2 separate regions of the Pan troglodytes genome follow, and region 2 is linked to region 1. A link is a contact called in public Hi-C data. All regions are on one chromosome and are shown on one strand. Each heading gives the region's core, a stretch centred on a gene start, on an enhancer-like site or on the middle of the called end of the contact. The rest is flanking DNA. Distances are from core to core; before and after follow the strand shown. Region 1 overlaps LOC741049 (a long non-coding RNA gene). Region 2 has its middle 59 kb from the start of F3.

Region 1 (2,700 bases), core at 172-2,671:
GTTCACTGCCAAAAAGCACAGCTGTTGTCACAGGGCTTACAGCAGCACTTGGAGCATGAAGAATGTAAACCACTGTGTCTTTTATGGGTTGATATATCTATTTGCTTTTATAACAAATTATTTAAGAGACAAATAACATTATAATGAAATAGATCAATATGGCTGCTTTAAGTGGGGGGACTGTGTGCCTCAACTTTCTCAAAGGCATACAGTCATTATTAGTAACAAAAATGATTGTACTAAGTGCTAATTTTGAGGATTATTGTGAGCAATTTGTGTGGGGTGGTGGTGGGGAGGCCCGTTTGCCCCACACTGAATGCCCCAGCCCTGCCTGCTGCCTCAAATCTGTCTGGGGTCTTACTGTGTGTGGGCCTCTTGCTGCTCCTGCCACGTTTCTGCTCTCCGATGTTCTCTTCCCTCTCATTTGCTCCTCAACCTTGCTTTTCTTTTCTTTTTCCTTTTATCTCTCATTCTAAATTTTATAATCTTAGTTTCTCTGTTTTTAGAGCCATTTCTAACTAAGCAGAATATCCCTCACTTTGTTAACTAAGACGGTTATATAAGTTTCTCTTACCCAACCCTCCTCTACATCTTTGGAAGATTTACTGAGTATTCATTTCAAAATAATAAAACTAAAGAATGTTTTTAATACTCACAAATTAAAGATATTGGAACACTACTAAGTGTAAATAGCACAAAACCAAAAATATTTTACTCTCTGCATTTGAATAGCATGGAAAGACTGTGGAATCAAGTGTCACATCTATCTAAACTCCCCTCCCATATAGGTTTTATAATCATTTTATTATAGCTGCTTTCATCTGCTCATATTCAGCTCTTCTTGGATTTTTAAAAAACGAGCTCTTGTGCTTGAAGCCTTCCAGGGAAGGCTTCAGGGGCAGGGGTGGTGGTTGTTCTGGACAGTTAAGGGCAGTTAGGGTGGCACAGGCTAGAGGGAGGTCATGACCCATGGACCAATAACACAGTTCAGACAAAGTGCTTCTCAAATGGAAATGATTTGGCTTTATGGATCTTGTAAGAGCATTTAGATGGTGTCAGGCTGTCAGTCTGTTCCAGCTGTAGATGCCTCTTGCATCTAAAAAACACAAAAGTGACCTGGAGAAGCAAGAGTGGGGCCCATTAGCCAGGCTGGGCCAAGTGCTCCCTGTGGACGGTGACAGCAACTCCCACTGTGCAGGCCCAGGGCAGAGCTATGGGGGAAACGGTGGCTCCCTCTCCCAGCTGCTTGCCAGATGCTAGCTGGCTCACAGCAGCCGGTTCCCTGGGGCAGGCTGGGACCAGGTGTGGTGGACGAGGCACCAGGGGGCCTGAGAGCAGACGCTTCCTTAAATCTGGACCCTAGATGCGCAACTCACCTCACCCCAGTCTCAGCCCTGCTCTGGCAACTTTTAACTGCCCTTACTCCAAGTACTCATAATTCAAACCAGAAGATGGAGCCAAGTAACTTGAAAGAGAGCACAGGGCTTTCAAGTGGTTATTAACCAGATGAAACAAATGACTTGGAGAACTCTGCCGTTCTAGTTAGAGCACAGGCCTCTTAGGCAATGCTTCTGTTAACTAATTGTTTAGTAAAATGAAAACTGATCTAGGATTTCTCATCTACCCTAAATAAAAGTCCTATTGCATTATGTGTGGCTGTTCATTCTCTAAGGAACTGGGAAGATACAAAGTGAAACTAAAGTGGGGGCAGAATGGGAAACAAACGTAACAGATAGAAATAAAGGCACAAATTTCAATGAGCAATGCGAAAGAAGGCTGGAATAAACAGAAGGCCCATCATGTCAAGAAAGGAAAACATTGTGAAGATAGGACTTGTTTCAAAGTTAATTTGTACCTTTAATGCTATTTCAAACTAAATCCACTAGGATTATTTCATGGGGTAGAAGGCTTGGCAAAGTATTCTTAAAATTTACCTAAATGTATATTCAGGCAATTTATCAAATTCAAAAGGAGACTGGGTCATTTTGGGAGTACTTGTGTTATCAGTGCACGTGATACGGTTATAGTGACAGAAGGATGACTTCTGTGGAGTACACTCAGTGGCCTAAAGATACTGCATATTACATACACTGTGCAAGAATTAACTACATGTTATAGACAGAAAGACTACTTAAATAATAATGAATAAATAAAATTCTTGTTGGAACAAAGTTACACATAAAATAAATGAATAAAATAATAAATAAGCAGTAATAATAAAAAGAAAGTGTGTAGGTTCTCAATTTACATCATGGCTTGAAATATATTCTGGATGAATGAGAATTAAACAGACATTGTATCATAGAAAAACTTCACAGATGTAAATTTTACTATTTGTCAAGTTTCTAGAGGATGAAGGACTAAGTTTTCAAGTAATAGAAAATCATATTGGAAAATACTTGACTACAGACATAAATTAATGTAAAATGATAGGAATTCAAAACTAGGGATTGTCATATCTACTGCAAATAGTTTCTAAAAACCTTGTATCTTTATTCTAAGGTAGGATCATAAAAATTTTAGGGGAAAACAACAGAAAAATGAGCAAAAATGTTGGCCAATTTACAAAGGAAGACATGCAGACACAGGAATAAATTATCATATGAAAGATGTAAACTCCTGATATTAAAATGAAAACAACAGTGATATAGCATTCGCTGACTAAATGTCTTAAGTACTGTATGCACGTTAAAAATAAAA
Region 2 (2,700 bases), core at 132-2,631, 210 kb after region 1:
AACATATTTTCCAGAGTAAAATGTAGCATATTCCCAATTCTTAAGGCTCCTCGGAGGATTAAATGCTATTTAATGGACAGGAGAACTTGTTCTGATAAGTTTCTCAGACACTGCAACAGTGTAGGTGGAAGTGGCAGAGAACATGAGGGATACAGTTGTCCACCACCCCGGGTCACCCTCTCAATCTCCTCCTTTCCTCCAGGAGAGGAGGCTGGCTTTCCAGGTGCCCTGGGCTTGGGCAGAGGAAGCTCTTGTCCCTCCCTGCTCAGTGCCCTGCTCAGCTACCATTCAGGTGAGGCTGCCCTGCTCCTGGGGAGTCAGGCTAAGTCTAACCCACAGAGAGAGAAGCTGTATCTGGACAAGTCTCTAGAGCCTCCTCCCCAGTGACCTTGGCTAGTGACAACCTATTCAGATGGGAACAGAACTATGCTCATTCCACACTTTGAGCTTTTCCCATGGAAATTTGTCATGATCTAACTATAGAATGTCTGTAAATGGAAAACTGAAAATGCCGATAATAAGCCCTCTCTATTGTGACTTGTGTTGGTGTTTGGCCCTCTTAGAGAATGTCTGCTGCTTTATATAAAAAAAAAATGTGTATATATATATATATATGACAGAAAGGGAAGCCTATTATGTTACCCCCTTTCAAAATGTTTTGATGACTTTCTCCTTTCTACATAATAAAGCCTGGGGTTCTTATTCTAGCATGTACAGCCTGCTGCGAGCTACTTCAAACTACTTTCCCAGTTTTTTCTCTCATCTCATTCCACCCCGTCTCCATGCCCATGTCCATTCTAAAAACATGCACATACACACTACACACACACACCACACAGCCTCCATAAACTCCAATGGTTCTACGTTAATTACTTTTTCTCAGGCCCTTTCTGCTCTTCTTTTCTTTCTTTGGGGTGCCCTTTGACCATTTCCCCAAGTTACTCTAATCACTATTCCAACTGCTCCTCCAAGCCAAGCTCAAATGCCTTCTGTTTCCTGAATGTTCCCCCAACCCCCTACGCTGATTGCCCACCTCACTTTACCTTTTCCGGGGCCTTGCCTTAGAGTTACCTGTGTACACATCTATGATCCTGAAAGTAGGACCCTGTCCACTCAAGTCTGTATTGCCTCGGGGCTATCTGGGGTCTTGCATAAAGTAGATGCTCACTAAATATTAGCTGAACCACAAATCCACCATTCTCAAAGAGAAACTGAGGTCAGGGACCTGGAAAGAAATAAAAATGGCTCTACTTTGTACTCCTCCTGATGATTTCAACACTGACTTTGAAATTTTCCCTCTCCGCTCCGGCTTGCAGGCTGCAACAGGCTTCAGTACCAGTGACCACTGGCTAAAGCCAGGTGGCAGTGAAGATTCAGGCAGTTAGCTGAGTCCTCCAGGCTCCTGGCAAAGTAACTGGAATTGCAGGAGAGCCGGCCGGGAACCCTAGAGCCACCTCCCTAATTTGAGGGTGGACATTATGCTAAGCTCCCACCCTTCCGCCACCACCCTGTCCTTACTACTTGCCTCTGGGGTACGCAGTGTCTTCTGCAGACAGGGCACAACTGAGAAACTCTGGGCATGCTATTTCACTCCAAAAGCAGAAATTGCTGGTTGTTTGGTCCCAAAGCCATTCTTTACTTCCTTGGTATCAGAAGCCCTGATTTTTAGTGGGGTAAATGGCCTCCCACAATAAACACTACATTTCCCAACCTCCCTTGCAACTAGGTCTAGCCATGTGACTAAGTTTTAGCTGATGAGTTATAAGTGAAAGCAATGTATGCGACTTTCAGGAAGTGTTCTTGAAAAAAGCGAGTGCACTCTTTTTTGTTCCTTCTTCTTGCCTGCTGGCTGGAACATGGAGGGGATTGTGGGAATCGGACCATAAAGTAGAAGCTAAAGGCCAGGCACGGTGGCTCACACTTGTAATCCCAGCACTTTGGGAGGCTGAGGCTGGCAGATCATGAGGTCAGGAGATCAAGACCATCCTAACCAACATGGTGAAATCTAGTCTCTACTAAAAATACAAAAAAATTAACTAGGCGTGGTGGTGTGCGCCTGTAGTACTAGCTACTCAGAAGGCTGAGGCAGGAGAATCGCTTGAACCCGACAGGCAGAGGTTGTGGTGAGCCGAGATCATGCCACTGCACTCCAGCCTGGCGACAGAGCGTGACCCTGTCTCAAAAAAAAAAAAAAAAAAAAAAAAAAAAAAAGGTAGACGCTAAGGCTGAGAGCAAAAAGACAAAAAGGGCTCAGGTCCTTCCACTACATAAAATTGTATAAGCTCTGAATTGTCTATTGACAAACTTCTTTCATATGAAAGGGAAATATAGTTCTATCCTATTTTAGTCATTATTACTTTAGGCTTTTTCTGCCATAGGCATCCAAACCTAAACCAAAAAGAAACATTCCTGAGCTCTGATTTCTTTCTATGAAATTTCCAATGTCATGGAGTTACTCCAAACGTTAAATGAAAAATCTCTTTTAAAGTGCTCTTTACAAAGACTCCTAAAATTATAGCTTGACACACAGGCGTGGTGGCTCAATTCCAGCACTTTGGGAGGCCAAAGCGGGTGAATCACTTGAGCCTAGGAGTTTGACACCAGCCTGGGCAACATGGAAAAACTCTACAAAAAATACAATAATTAGCCAGGCATGGTGGCACACACCTGTGGTTCCAGCTTCTCAGGATGCTGAGGTGG

Evidence for each region. A called contact is a pair of places that touch in the nucleus more often than the background predicts.
Region 2: a contact with region 1 is called in a Hi-C map of induced pluripotent stem cells, with 3 times the contacts expected there. The contact joins two enhancer-like sites. A contact is called at or near these places in 3 of 7 Hi-C or Micro-C datasets (induced pluripotent stem cells and stem cell-derived neural progenitor cells).

The regions. Positions count from the first base shown.
Region 1 is chr1:136,372,385-136,375,084 of NHGRI_mPanTro3-v2.0_pri, forward strand. All of the region lies in intron 1 of LOC741049 (a long non-coding RNA gene), which reads left to right. Among named protein-coding and RNA genes, the nearest start is that of SLC44A3, 18 kb to the left of the region's middle. Within about 2 kb of position 1,422, at least 11 of the 24 cell types and tissues checked have an H3K27ac peak or open chromatin away from gene starts, as enhancers often do. A contact at or near this core is called in induced pluripotent stem cells, where this site is marked.
Region 2 is chr1:136,577,605-136,580,304 of NHGRI_mPanTro3-v2.0_pri, forward strand. No RefSeq gene overlaps it. Among named protein-coding and RNA genes, the nearest start is that of F3, 59 kb to the right of the region's middle. Within about 2 kb of position 1,382, at least 2 of the 24 cell types and tissues checked have an H3K27ac peak or open chromatin away from gene starts, as enhancers often do. A contact at or near this core is called in induced pluripotent stem cells, where this site is marked.